Regions from separate parts of the Mus musculus genome. Here region 1 is linked to region 2. Evidence: chromatin contacts called from public promoter capture Hi-C data. All regions are on one chromosome and are shown on one strand. The core of a region is the stretch at or near the end of the contact, and the rest is flanking DNA. Distances in the headings are between cores, read along the strand shown. Region 1 holds the start of Arhgap20 (Rho GTPase activating protein 20). Region 2 holds the start of 2310030G06Rik (RIKEN cDNA 2310030G06 gene).

Region 1 (6,068 bases), core at 346-2,845, 1.0 Mb after region 2:
AGACACTGCCTTAGTATCTATCAGGTGGCAACAAAGAACAAGAATGTCTGGATGGCTGTGACTCTTTGGGCTAAGTGAACTATTTGGAGATAAAAGAATTGAAACAAACAAACAAACAAACAAACAAACAAAAATGAGGCAGATTAAGAAAAGCCAGGGTGTCCATTCACCAAAGAATTAAGAGATTAAGGCACCTGGGGGTGGTTCCAAGTGAATGAACAGAACTGCAAAGCCCTCTTTAAGCACAACCTATAAATTAGTGGGTGAAAGCCCTTCTCTGCACGAGGACCACAGCTGTAGCACCCCTGATTCACAGATGTATATACATATATATGAGATTTATTAAGCTTCCTTTTAACAATGTAGTGTGATGTGACTAAAATTAGCCTTATATTTCCACAACAAACAATCTTAGGTTTGGATGATTGTGTAGGTGTGTCTTTGTGGGTGTGTGTTGGACAGCATCCCCTAGCTTGGAACACTGCCCACCTGAGTTCTGTTCCTTATAACCTGCCCCAATAGCCGCCCAAACTGCAAGAAACCTCTTTTTCTTTTTTTCTTTTCTTTCCTTTCCTTTTCTCCCCCTTTCTTTTCTTTTCTTTTCTTTTTTCCTTGTCACAAAAATAAGCAGAATCCGTAACCATCTCGCAATCACGGAGTGATATCCTTAGTGATTTTTTTTTCACACTAGTTCTGATTCCAAGGGAAGAATGCCACCTACTGTATCATTTACACCAGCAGCCAGCCCTGCAAAGTGCGAACACTACTTAACCCTGGTCTGTTCCAACTGCCCTTTGATTATTATTTAGTCCAAAAAAGAGGGAGGGGTCACTATTTGGACTTACAGGAAGTTAGGTTCTGAGCTCGCGATATCAGATCAACGCTTCCACATATTGTTGCCTTCTCATAGATACTATGCCAAGTTTCAACCTCCTTTCTGCCTGCATTTTCCTCTTAATTGCGCTTTCTCCTTCAGAATGCAGGGTCCCTGCAGCTTGCTGCCTGCGAAGCTGGTGGTGCAGACATGCAAGGTTGCTTGTCCATGCTTGCTCCCTGTGACTGCAAAGCAACAGCTCTGGGTTACCCTGACAGGCTTAGCTAGCAAGCGTTCGATATTGCCCCCGAAGTCCGGCGATGCCACCAGGGCTTCCAAATTTGTCTAACTCCTTCTTCAGCGGAGCGGGGACCGGGTTGGGGGTGGGGGTGGGGTCCCTTCCGCAGTCCGCGAAAGCGAGGCTAGGCTGGCGGCCCCTGCACCACCTTCGAGCGAGCCGCGCTCGCTGAGGCTCCCGCGCTGCAGCTGCGCGGGAAGGGACGCTGGCGGGAGCGAGCGGACAGGCGCGCGGAGCTGCACCGGAGGCAGTGGTGCGTGGTGCACGGCGCGTGGCGCGCGGCAGCGAAAGCTTCGTACCCGCGGAGGCACCTCGCAAGGTTAGTGGCTTCGGTAGCGCCAAGCGCTGAGAGCTCGCTCCCGGCAGTGTGCACGGGCGGCGCGGGGAGGGCGGAGGAGGCGGGGCGGACGCGGAGAGGCGGGGCGGGCCGGGGCGGGGCTACGTGGACGGGCGGCCGCCCGGAGCGCTTGCTGCAGCCTGAGCAGAGTGCGGCGAGCGCGACGAGCGCGGCGCGGGCGGCGGTCCATGGCCCCGACGGGAGGCGCGCCGCCCGCACCCGCAGCTCGGCGTCCGGCCTGAGCGGACCGCGCCGCGCAGCCACCCGGTCCTCGGCTTGGGCTTAGCTTGCAGATCTTCTTCATGGAAGCGATGTCTCCGCAGCAGGATGCTCTAGGGGCGCAGCCGGGGCGCTCCTCCTCGCTGACAGGCATGTCTCGCATCGCGGGAGGCCCTGGCACCAAGAAGGTGAGGACGCCCGAGCGGGAGGGCCCCTCCATGGGCTCGCGCCTTCCACGGGTGCCTGGTGCTGAGAGGGGTTAACGGTCCCCGCGTGGGGTGGGAGGGTCACCTCCCGGGATCCCCGCTGTCTTCTCTGGTGGAAACGGTCTCGGAGAAGCCCGTTGCCTCTCCATCTCTGACCCGGGGAGTGCCTCCCTGCGAGCCTCCCGAGGTAGTCTTAACCCGACAGCCTGAGGAAGGTAGGCGGCCCCGGAGGGGAGGGATGATGCGCCCACCCAAGGCCTCCAGGGGATGTCGGAGATGGGTGCCGTGGGCTACACTGTGGGATCCGGAGGTTTGACTCGGCCTAGATCTAGGCTGGCTGGCGGTGGGCGGGCAGTTTCCGGAGGTCCCAGCGGGGCATGGGGGGCTTGGCTCAGAACCACCCCCTGAGAAGGGACGTTTGCATTTGCCTGTGGGGGCGGCGCCCTTGTTCCCTGACACCCGAAGGACTGATCCGGGTAACTACTTGTAGCTTTTGCTGGTGATTGACTGGTCCACGGTGCAGCGGGAGGATTTCGATAGAGGTCAGGAGTCTGCAATAGGTCCCGGAGCAAGTGCACGTGGGCCGCGAGCTTCTGAGCTCCTGGGAATTGATTTGGGTGCTGTAGCCATGGGTGCCCCCTTCCCTTCCTCCAGCACTAAACCTTCAGATATTTGGCCATATTTGTTCCTTACAGTGGTGTCGCCTTCTCCAGCTTCTGTGGAAACAAGTTGGGATGAGAGCTCATTCTAGTTCTTCCCTAACAAATAATGTGAAAACGTTGCATTACTATAATTAGAGACTCACAGGGATACACTGGCTCCCTGCATGTCCGGATTTTATGGCTTTTCATTAATCTTCCCACTAGAATGGTGGCTTGGCTGGAGGTGAAAGAAGAGAGGTGATAGCTGTATAGAAATGTATGTGAGCTCCCAAGGACCTTGGGCCTGTCACAGAGCCCTCTATGGGTGTCTGTGAACTTGATGGATGGGCAGTAGTGGCGGCTCAGCCTTTGATGTATGGAGGCTGATGTTTGCCCTTGTGGGTTTTTTCACCCTTCAGAGACAGTGTGTGTGAGTGTGTGTGCGCGCGCGCGCGTGCGTGTGTGTGTGTGTGCGCGCGCGCGCGCGCGCTGTATGTGGTGTGTGTGTGTGTGTGTGTGTGTGTGTGTGTGTGTGTGTGTGTTCCAGTTTTTCCAAATAAAACGTGAAATTGTCAGGATGTCATTCTTAATTTAGGATGGTAGAGGAACATTAGGCAATTGGCAGAGATTTAAAGCGTTTTGGTTTTGTAAACCTAAGGAATTGGAGAGAATCAAGCATTTGTTTTCCTAAAGACTGTGGCCCCGCCCCGCGACTGATTATGCTAGCAAGGGGCGGAGGGGAGGGGAGGGGAGGGGAGGGAGCCTTAAAGAGTAGCTTTATCATTTTCAAGCCGCACTTGTCCCATAAAGGAAGGGAGGCTGTGTCCTTTTTCCTATGCTCTGTTCTCTGGGCACAGCCACTATCTCTAGGATGGTGTCCTTCGTTATAAAACATAAAGAGCTAGTACATTTCCACATCCATCTCTACTCCCCCAAGATTTTTGAGAAAATTGAATGGATGATGGCACATAGGCGCGATTGTGTTAGCCCTTCGTGTGCATTTTCCCCGTGATTGTAATTCACAACACTCGTGTTCTGGGTTACTCAGGCCTGTCATCTAGGATGGGGTTTCAACACCTTTCTTCAGTCAGCAATAGCCAACCCACCACAACAGCTGCCACCCTTCCAAAGTGTCCCGAACTTCTCCACTCCACCCTGCACAGCTTCCAGTGCAGTCCGAGCTGCCCAGTACCCATCTCTAACCTGTGCCTTTGCAGAAACTCCCACGACACCCTCGTGTCTTTCTGTGACCCGTTCTGCATTTAGCAGTGCCAGAATGGGTGGGTTTTTTTTCCATTTGAATTGATGGTGACATTCATTTTGCTTACAATTCTGAAGGCGATTCATTTTGCAGGCCTAGTAAAACGCAGACACTTCTCCTTGGTCCCTTCTACTTCTCCCATTCCTTCACCCTCCCCACTTTTGTATGTTCTTCAGCCTCCTGGGCCTTCACTTTCATACACTAAGTCAAATTCATTCCTATTTTAGGCATTGGTGTTATTCCCTTTATGTCTGCCCAAGGAATTGTTGGTTGGTTTTTCTGTTTTTCATGTTGTGCAAACCTTGGGTCTTCTAGAGGTCTCTCTCCCTCTCCCTCTCCCTCTCCCTCTCCCTCTCCCTCTCCCTCTCCCTCTCCCTCTCCCTCCCCCTTCTCCCCCCCCCTTCCTTTGTAAATGAAAGCCACCTCCTGTCACATTCTGGGCCTTCCACTCTATTGGTTGTCTTAGCATTCATTGTACTTGGCATTTTCTCCTCTGCTTATTTCTTTCCCATTACCTGCCTCCCTCCCAACTGTGTCCTCAAGACTAGAGTGGGTCCTGCTAGATAGCAGTTGTTTCGTAAGCATTCCTTGGGTCATGGCAAGCAAGGAACAGGAGCAGTGTGGCCCCTGTCCTTAGAATTTGCCTTTAAGAGAAGGATCAGCAAGCCTTAAAGAAACAGTAAATACTTGAGGTTTGCCAGCCTTATGGTCTCTGCTTACTTCTTCCTCTACAGCACTGAAGTAGAAATGGACACTTCCTAAGTGAGTGGGCTTGACTGTGCCCCAGCAGAATTTCACATGTAGTGGAGATCAGCAGAACGGCTCATCAGATAAATACCCTTGCTGAGCAAGCCTGGGAACCTGAGTTTGATGCCCAGAACCCACGCTAACATGGAAGGAGAGAGCTGATATTCCACCAAGTTGTCCTCTGGCCTCCACACACATAGCATGCAGGTGTGTGTATGTGCACATACACATACCATATACAGCATGCACACATGTAATAACAATATAAACATACCCTGTAGTTTGCTGCCCTCTGGTCTGAAGCATTTGTGTGGTTTGGTTTGTTTGTTTGTTTGTTTGTTTGTTTGTTCTGTGGGACCTGGTCAGATGGTGAGGCTTGACCATCCTTCGTGTCTGGTAGCCAGTAACCACATGTGCCTGTTCAGGTCCTGAAATGTGGCTGGTACCCTGAAGATTTTAACATCTCTCTTGAAGTTTAATCGATAGACAGTAACCTCACATATTTAGAATTTATAAATCTAAGGTCTGGTGTATGTATGCACTTAGAAAATGTGAATTTTCCCAAGAAATCACCTGTCTGCTTTATGTCATTATAGACTAAGCGTGCATTTTCAGCTTATGTAAGTGAATTCCTTTATTGTTATTTTTATTTTTGCCTTCCTTTCACTAGATGTAATTTTCGTATCCACCTGTGGTTATTTGTATGTGTCTGTGCCTTTCATTGATGAGCTGCCATAAAGACTGAATATCTTAGCATGGGAGTTTCAGGTTTCATATACTTTGGACTTTGAGTTGTTTGGTTATACAAAAATGAGATAACTCATGAGCGGCATTCAAATCTCAATATAAGATTAATTCATATCTCTTACGTGCATAATCTGAAGATCATTTTGCTCATTGTTTTTAGTACACCTGTATTTTGACCTCAGCCCATCACAGGATGTGGCATAGACTGTCCATCTTCTGTCTTAATCAGCAAGCAGACAGTCTCAGAGTTTGAGGCAGTTTTGGATGCCAGGGTTGGGAACTAGGGATGTTCAGTTTGTAGTTCACTTACCCATTCCTCTGGCGATTGGATTGCTTCTGCTTCTTGGCTGTTACAAGTAAAGATGTTGAGAATCTTCGTTCACAATTCTGCATGGACCTATGCTTTGAGTAGGGAGCAGTAAATATCTAGGCATGGATTGACTAGGTCATAACTAGCCATATACTTGACTCTTTGAGAAAACCGGTTGTTTTTTTGTTTGTTTGTTTGGTTTTTGTTTTTGTTTTTCGAGACAGGGTTTCTCTGTATAGCCCTGGCTGCCCTGGAACTCACTCTGTAGACCAGGCTGGCCTCGAACTCAGAAATCTGCCTGCCTCTGCCTCCCGAGTGCTGGGATTAAAGGTGTGCGCCACCACGCCCGGCGAGAAAACCGGTTGCTTTATTCTGAAGTGATCTTACAGTTCCAAAAGCAGTGTATGGTAATCCAGTTCCACACATGCTCACCGACACTGTTAGCATCTCTCTGTGGGTCAGTCATCCTGACACTGCTAGCATCTCTC
Region 2 (5,823 bases), core at 318-2,817:
GTGAGTTACAGACCAATCAGGGCTACAGATCAAAACCTCCCTCTAAAAATAAGTAAATCAGGGCTGGCTGTAATGGTACAGGCCTTTAATCCTAGCACTAGTGAGGCAGAGTCAGGCAGACTATTGAGTTCAAGGCCAGCCTGGTCTACATAGAGAGCTCCAGGACGACAGAGAGAGAACCTGCCTTAAAAATCAAACAAAGAATAAATAAATATACATGTAAACAAATATACACTTATAGGCAGGGTCTTATTTATTTGTCTATTTTTAGTTTTTTGAGACAGGGTCTCTCTATGTAACCTTGGCTATCCTGAAATGGCCTGCCTCTGCCTTTCAATAGCTGGGATCAAAGGCATTCACTACCATGTTTATCCAAGTTTCCTTTTATTGCTGACTTCTGTATCTGTCACTTCCTGGTACCCAGCACATGCTCAGTTGATATTTGTTTAATAACCAACTAGATTAATAAACTAGCAGGCACAGGACTGGAGTCTAGTATTGTTTTCAAATTTTAGGTGCTTTCCAATGTATCTCACTTTTCTCTCTACATGTGATGTTTACCTGTAAATAAGTATTCTTTGAACTCTGACCCAGACATGGATCATATAGCTAAGAGGCAGCTGACAGGATGAAGCCATATTTGGGAGTTTGTAGTGGTGGTGAACACCCTGGGGGGAAAGTTACAAAAACCACAAATAATCTATTATTTGGTGGGGTTTTTTGTTGTTGTTGCTGTTGTTTTTATTTTGTATTTTTTGTTCTTACTAGCTTTCGATCTCTAAAACCAACCTATGATACAAATAATAGGGACTGTATATTTTTAAAAAAATCGAGGACCCAGTGAATTGACTGGACTGCATGAGGCCACACAGCAAATAGCATGAAAGTTATATTCACAGTTCCAGTGGATTCTCTTCCTTCCCACTTCTGCAGTTTCAAACAAACATTTGTCCAAATTCAGTTGCTCAATCCATGGTCACATCTCTGATTACCTAGTGAGGAAAGTATGGGCCCTGAAGTCTAGCCTCCGCGCTTGGAATCTTGTTTTACCTGCTAAGCTACTAGCCATGTGACTGACACTACCTTCTCTGAGCCTCCGCTCCTTAACCGGCCAAGATGGGAACAACGGTAAGACCACTCACTCACAGAAGACCTGGGACAATTAACCCAGATTAGAAAGTGACTGCACATAGAGAGCACTCCAATGCTCCCGTTATTATGATCTGCGGAAGAATAAAAAAGGAGAGAGCATCGGAAGGAAGGAAAGGAGAGAAGAGAGAAACCAGGCTGGCCCACCGGTGCAGCCAACCTCTGGCCACTCTCCAGCTTGCTGTGTTTTCCAAGCGTCCTAAGGCACCGCTCTCTGCTCCACCTAGGACGTGGCAGGTGGAGGAAGGCACGGACGGTCTCCAGGCTGTCTGATTCTCAGGGTTTCATATCCACCACCGGAGGCGGTCCCCTCCACCTTTCGGCCCTACTCACCAGGTTCCCCCACAGCAGAGCCGGTTTCCCATGGCGGTTGTGTCTCCCAGGGAGCCCAGCTGGTTTTCAGACATAAAGAGGTTTGCGCATTTCCTGGTTCCCGGCTGAGCGAACGGCAACGGCTCCCAGGAAGTCTGTCAGGATCAGATTTCAACCGAGTAGGTTGGACCTTGGAAGCCACCTGGTGGAATGATTCCCAAGTGACTGTTCGCAGCCAAAGGGCAGGAAGACACACGGGCTCCAGGTGAGAGTTATCTCACCTTAGGGATTTGAAACTCCTTTTGATGAAGCTGCAAGCTTCGATTTATAAAGAAACCTGAGATACAAAAGGGCTCTGAGTTTCCATAGGAAATGTGTCTCTCTGTATCGCACGGCCTTTGAAATAGACCCTCCATAAGGGAGTCAAAGCTCGGCCACTACGTTTGCCCTACCACACTCAGGTTTGAGTTTCACTGTCAAGGTAATTGGTACTAGTTTCTGATGTCCTCAATTTGGGTTTGAATCCTAGAGGCTTTTGGAACCTGAAATGTAGGAAAATGGAATGCTCTCATATTCCCACGACTAGAATTAATAATGTGCGCATATCTCCTAACCATTTACCATCTAGATTTCCAGCACACCAAGGCATAAGTACTGAATGTATTACTTAATCCTCTTTCTGGTATAAACCAGATGGCTAACTGATTGGCACGGAGCACTCAATGTTCTCTCCCCAGTCCAGGACCATGAAATCTCTACTTACCCCTGCTTGTAGCTTCTGCTTCCAATGACCCAAAATTGGATTCACTCTTCCCTGGCCAGAAACTATGAGGCAGCTGAATGAATTCCCCTGAGACAATATGTTACCAGGTTGAGTATGGTGTATACCTCCTGGCACTCGGGAGGCAGGAGGATGAGGATCTCTGAGAGTTTGAGGCCAGCCTGGGCTACAGGAGCAAGTTTCAGGACAGCCAGGAATTCATAGAATTCATAGAGGTACCCTGTCTTAAATAAACAGAAACAAACAAGAGAGAAAGAAAGGAAAGAGAGAAGGGAGAATATGTCTCTAAGAAAATCTTTGAAACCTGCAATTCCGATCTTCAATATTTTCTTGGCATTTTGAGTATTGTCCTGGAATATTCATAGTCAGCCCTGAACTCCATGGAGTACACTGGATTCTGAATTCCTCCTCATCTTGGGAAAAACGGGCCTGAGAGTGGCCACTTCATAGGGCTGTGATAACTGAATGAGGTATGTGTGTACAAAGCTTCTGAACAGGCCAGACGCATGGGACGCCCTCAGTAAGTCTTAACCATTGTTACTACTATTGTTCTCAGTGATCAGATGGCTAAGCATTGTATTCTACTATCTCATGTTCCAATCCTGCAGGCCATTCCGTATCCTACTATTAACTACATTCCTTTCATCCTGTAACCTGCGTCCCTGTCTCAAAAGCCAGTAATAATTTCCTATCACTTACAGGATAGAACTCTCAAAGCCCTTCATAATTTGCTTCACTTCCATCCAACCTCTTTGGCAGCTTAAAGGATCTTACCCAGATTTTTAGAGGGCCAGAAACTGCACAGAAAAGACAAAAAAGCACCCGGTACACCTTAAAACACAGCAACCGGAGTGTAGAGGGTTAACAAAGCCTGGAGAGGATTGTATCGAAATCCAACCCAGTTAGTCCTTATCTGGAAGTCTTTGAGACTTCTCATTGACGTTCAGGTTCTATTGTCAGTCTGTTACAAAAGAGATTGTGTGTGGAAGAGGCAGTGCAGAAAGTGCCACAAAATATGGCTGAATGGACAAGTCACAGCTTTACTGCTTAGAAGAAATTAACCAGCCTTGGTTATGCCAGCCTGTTGGAAGCCCCGAGTGAATGTGTACTTTGATATGGGCTCAGCCTTTAAAATATGGATGTTTATGAGTGAGTGATCATTGTGTACCAAGATTAGCCACTTTGGCTTCCTCCTCATAAGTGGTTGAAGCCCAACACAGAGCCTCCCACCAAGACCAACCCCTGTGCTGTAGCTAATAAACATGGTGAGGTGTTGGAGAACCTGATCCTAGATTCAGTGTATGTTCGTCTGTGCGTCTGTCTGTCTTTTCTTCATTTCCTTGACACTCCTAGCTAGGGTTCTTGGACCTGAGTTTTTTAGGCTGCTGCGCCTGCAATCTCAGGTACTCTGGAGTCTAAGGCAGAAGGATAGGCCAGGCCGGGCTACATAGTGAAGTCAAACCCACCCGGGCAGCTTAGTTGGATTCTCTCCTAAAATTAATGGTAAAAACTGGTCAGTGGTAGAGTACTTGCCTAGCATGTACAAGGTCCTAGGTTTAATCTCTTGTTATATGTGTATGTGTGTTCATGCCCATGTGTGAACATGCCCAGGAGGAAAAGGGAGTGGGCTATTTGTGAAGCTTGAAGTCTCTGCAACTCAAAAGGTCACAGAAGTTGATTAATAACTTTAAAGGAATTTTGATGTTTTGGTGAAATGGAGGTTTGAGTTAAATCAGCACTTTTCCAATGTTTCCTTGCTGTTTTGTTTTGTTTTGTTTTTACGTAGACAAAGCTCAGGGCTCAGTGCTAGGTAAAGTGTGAGCTTAATGTGGGTGAGGCCTGGCTTCCCCCAAACAAATAAGTAGACCAAATAAGTTCAACTATAAGGGAAATTAGGGAGTTCTTCAATTTGAAATATGATTAGGAATTTGAAAAAAATCTTTATTTTATAATTATTTTTGTAGCTAGGGCCTCATGCAGTCAGACAGGCCTTAAACGCCTGATGTAGTTGAAGATGACTTTGCCTTCCTGATCTTCCTGCCTTCCCCTCTCAAGCGCTGGGATTGGGCCACCACACCTAACGTTCATTCATTCATTTATTTTTACTTAAAACTTTTATATGTATTTATAAAAGGTGGCTGTGTAGTGTCGCATTTGTAGGACTGAGGAGGTTAACATAGCTCCTTTCCCTTAAACATTTTTTTAAAACTTCCTGCATGAAGATAAAAGTTTTTATTAATCTCATAGCTAGTAATACAAGTCAGAAATCTTTCCCCAAAAGGTTAAAGAGTAAATATCTTAAATTTTACAAGCATGTCATGTATTCTTTCTTTTATAATCTTTAAGAATGTAACACCCACACTCGCGCGCGTGCACACACACACACAAGCACACACACTCACACACAGCCAAGCTTGGTCTGTAAGTGGTAGTTTTCCGATCGCTGCTTTAAAATATGTGTTTTGCCCTGTCAGAGACACAGTCTTCAGACTTCTGCTCACCCAGATGTTAGGATCACCGAGGGTAGCTAATCAAAAGCACCTGCTCCTTATGACGTACACGGACAATGCTTGTCTCCCACACTTGATTGCTTGATAAATATTTTACTGAACTACTTACCACATGAAGAGCAGAATACAACCGAGCTGTTTCTCTGAGGTGTGCTTTCATTTCACTGGTTCTCTGTGGCGTGCTAGGCTCTCACTCACTAAGCCTTTTGCCTGGCAGGCAAGCACTCTACCACTCCAGGTCATGCTTTTGTTTGGAAAGGAAAACGATTTTAAAGCCAATAATCAAATTATTTAAAGACAAGCTCTCACCTCAGGGGTCCACACATCCCCGAGAGGGGTATGAATGGATCTCAAAAACTTTGTTGATAAATTTGCATGTGTGTATTTTTCCAGTAAGAGGACTAATAGATTTTGTTGGGTTTCAAATAAAAAAATTTAACCCCAAAAACCAAGAAACAACCACATTAATGAAAGAATTTCAACTATCCACCATAACATGGAATGTATAATTCATTCACATTCATATTCACTCATAGATATCTACAAATGACTAAAAGGAAACCTTTTGGATACCTCTCAAATCATACACATGTATGACACTCTCTTGGTTGTAAAGAGAATGGTTACAGCCTACCTGTACCGGCTGACTTTTCTGAACACACCATAGTCCCAGCACTGAAATCACCTCAGCCTTTCCTGACCATGCCCACTACAATATGGAAGTAGAAACTGCATTGAGAGTCTTAGATTAGGTATAGTGTTGTAGGGTTCCTCTCTCTGTGGGTTACTACAAAATCAGACACAATTGCTTCCTTGCACGGGTCTTCCCTGTACTCAAATAGGAAGGTCGTACGTAGGTTCAGTGATAATGGTGGATTAATGTGTCTGCCGTACCCATGTATGGGCACGCCTCCCCTCTCTCAGAGACCTTTCCACACACACCCCATTGATGTGAGGAGCAAAACACTCACTCCAGAGCTTCAGGCAACTCTCTCCAGCCAAAAAAAAAAAAAAAAGAAAATTTTTTCCTAACCCCTACCCAAAAAGGGCCAGACAGCCTGGAGACCCTTG

Evidence for each region. Promoter capture Hi-C pulls out the DNA fragments that hold promoters and counts their contacts.
Region 1: a contact with region 2 is called in a promoter capture Hi-C map of liver, with 4 times the contacts expected there. The contact joins the promoter of Arhgap20 here to the promoter of 2310030G06Rik in region 2. A contact is called at or near these places in 2 of 39 promoter capture datasets (hippocampal neurons and liver).

What each region holds. Positions count from the first base shown.
Region 1 is chr9:51,763,756-51,769,823 of GRCm38.p6, forward strand. Arhgap20 (Rho GTPase activating protein 20) reads left to right here and starts at 1,596. Exons shown (of 15, transcript NM_175535.4): 1 at 1,596-1,856. The coding sequence starts at 1,752. It overlaps Gm40520 (a long non-coding RNA gene), which reads right to left and starts at 1,673. Exons shown (of 3, transcript XR_870739.3): 1 at 846-1,673.
Region 2 is chr9:50,744,960-50,750,782 of GRCm38.p6, forward strand. It overlaps 2310030G06Rik (RIKEN cDNA 2310030G06 gene), which reads right to left and starts at 1,568. Exons shown (of 4, transcript NM_025865.3): 1 at 1,483-1,568. The coding sequence starts at 1,514. It also overlaps a transcript of Cryab not described here.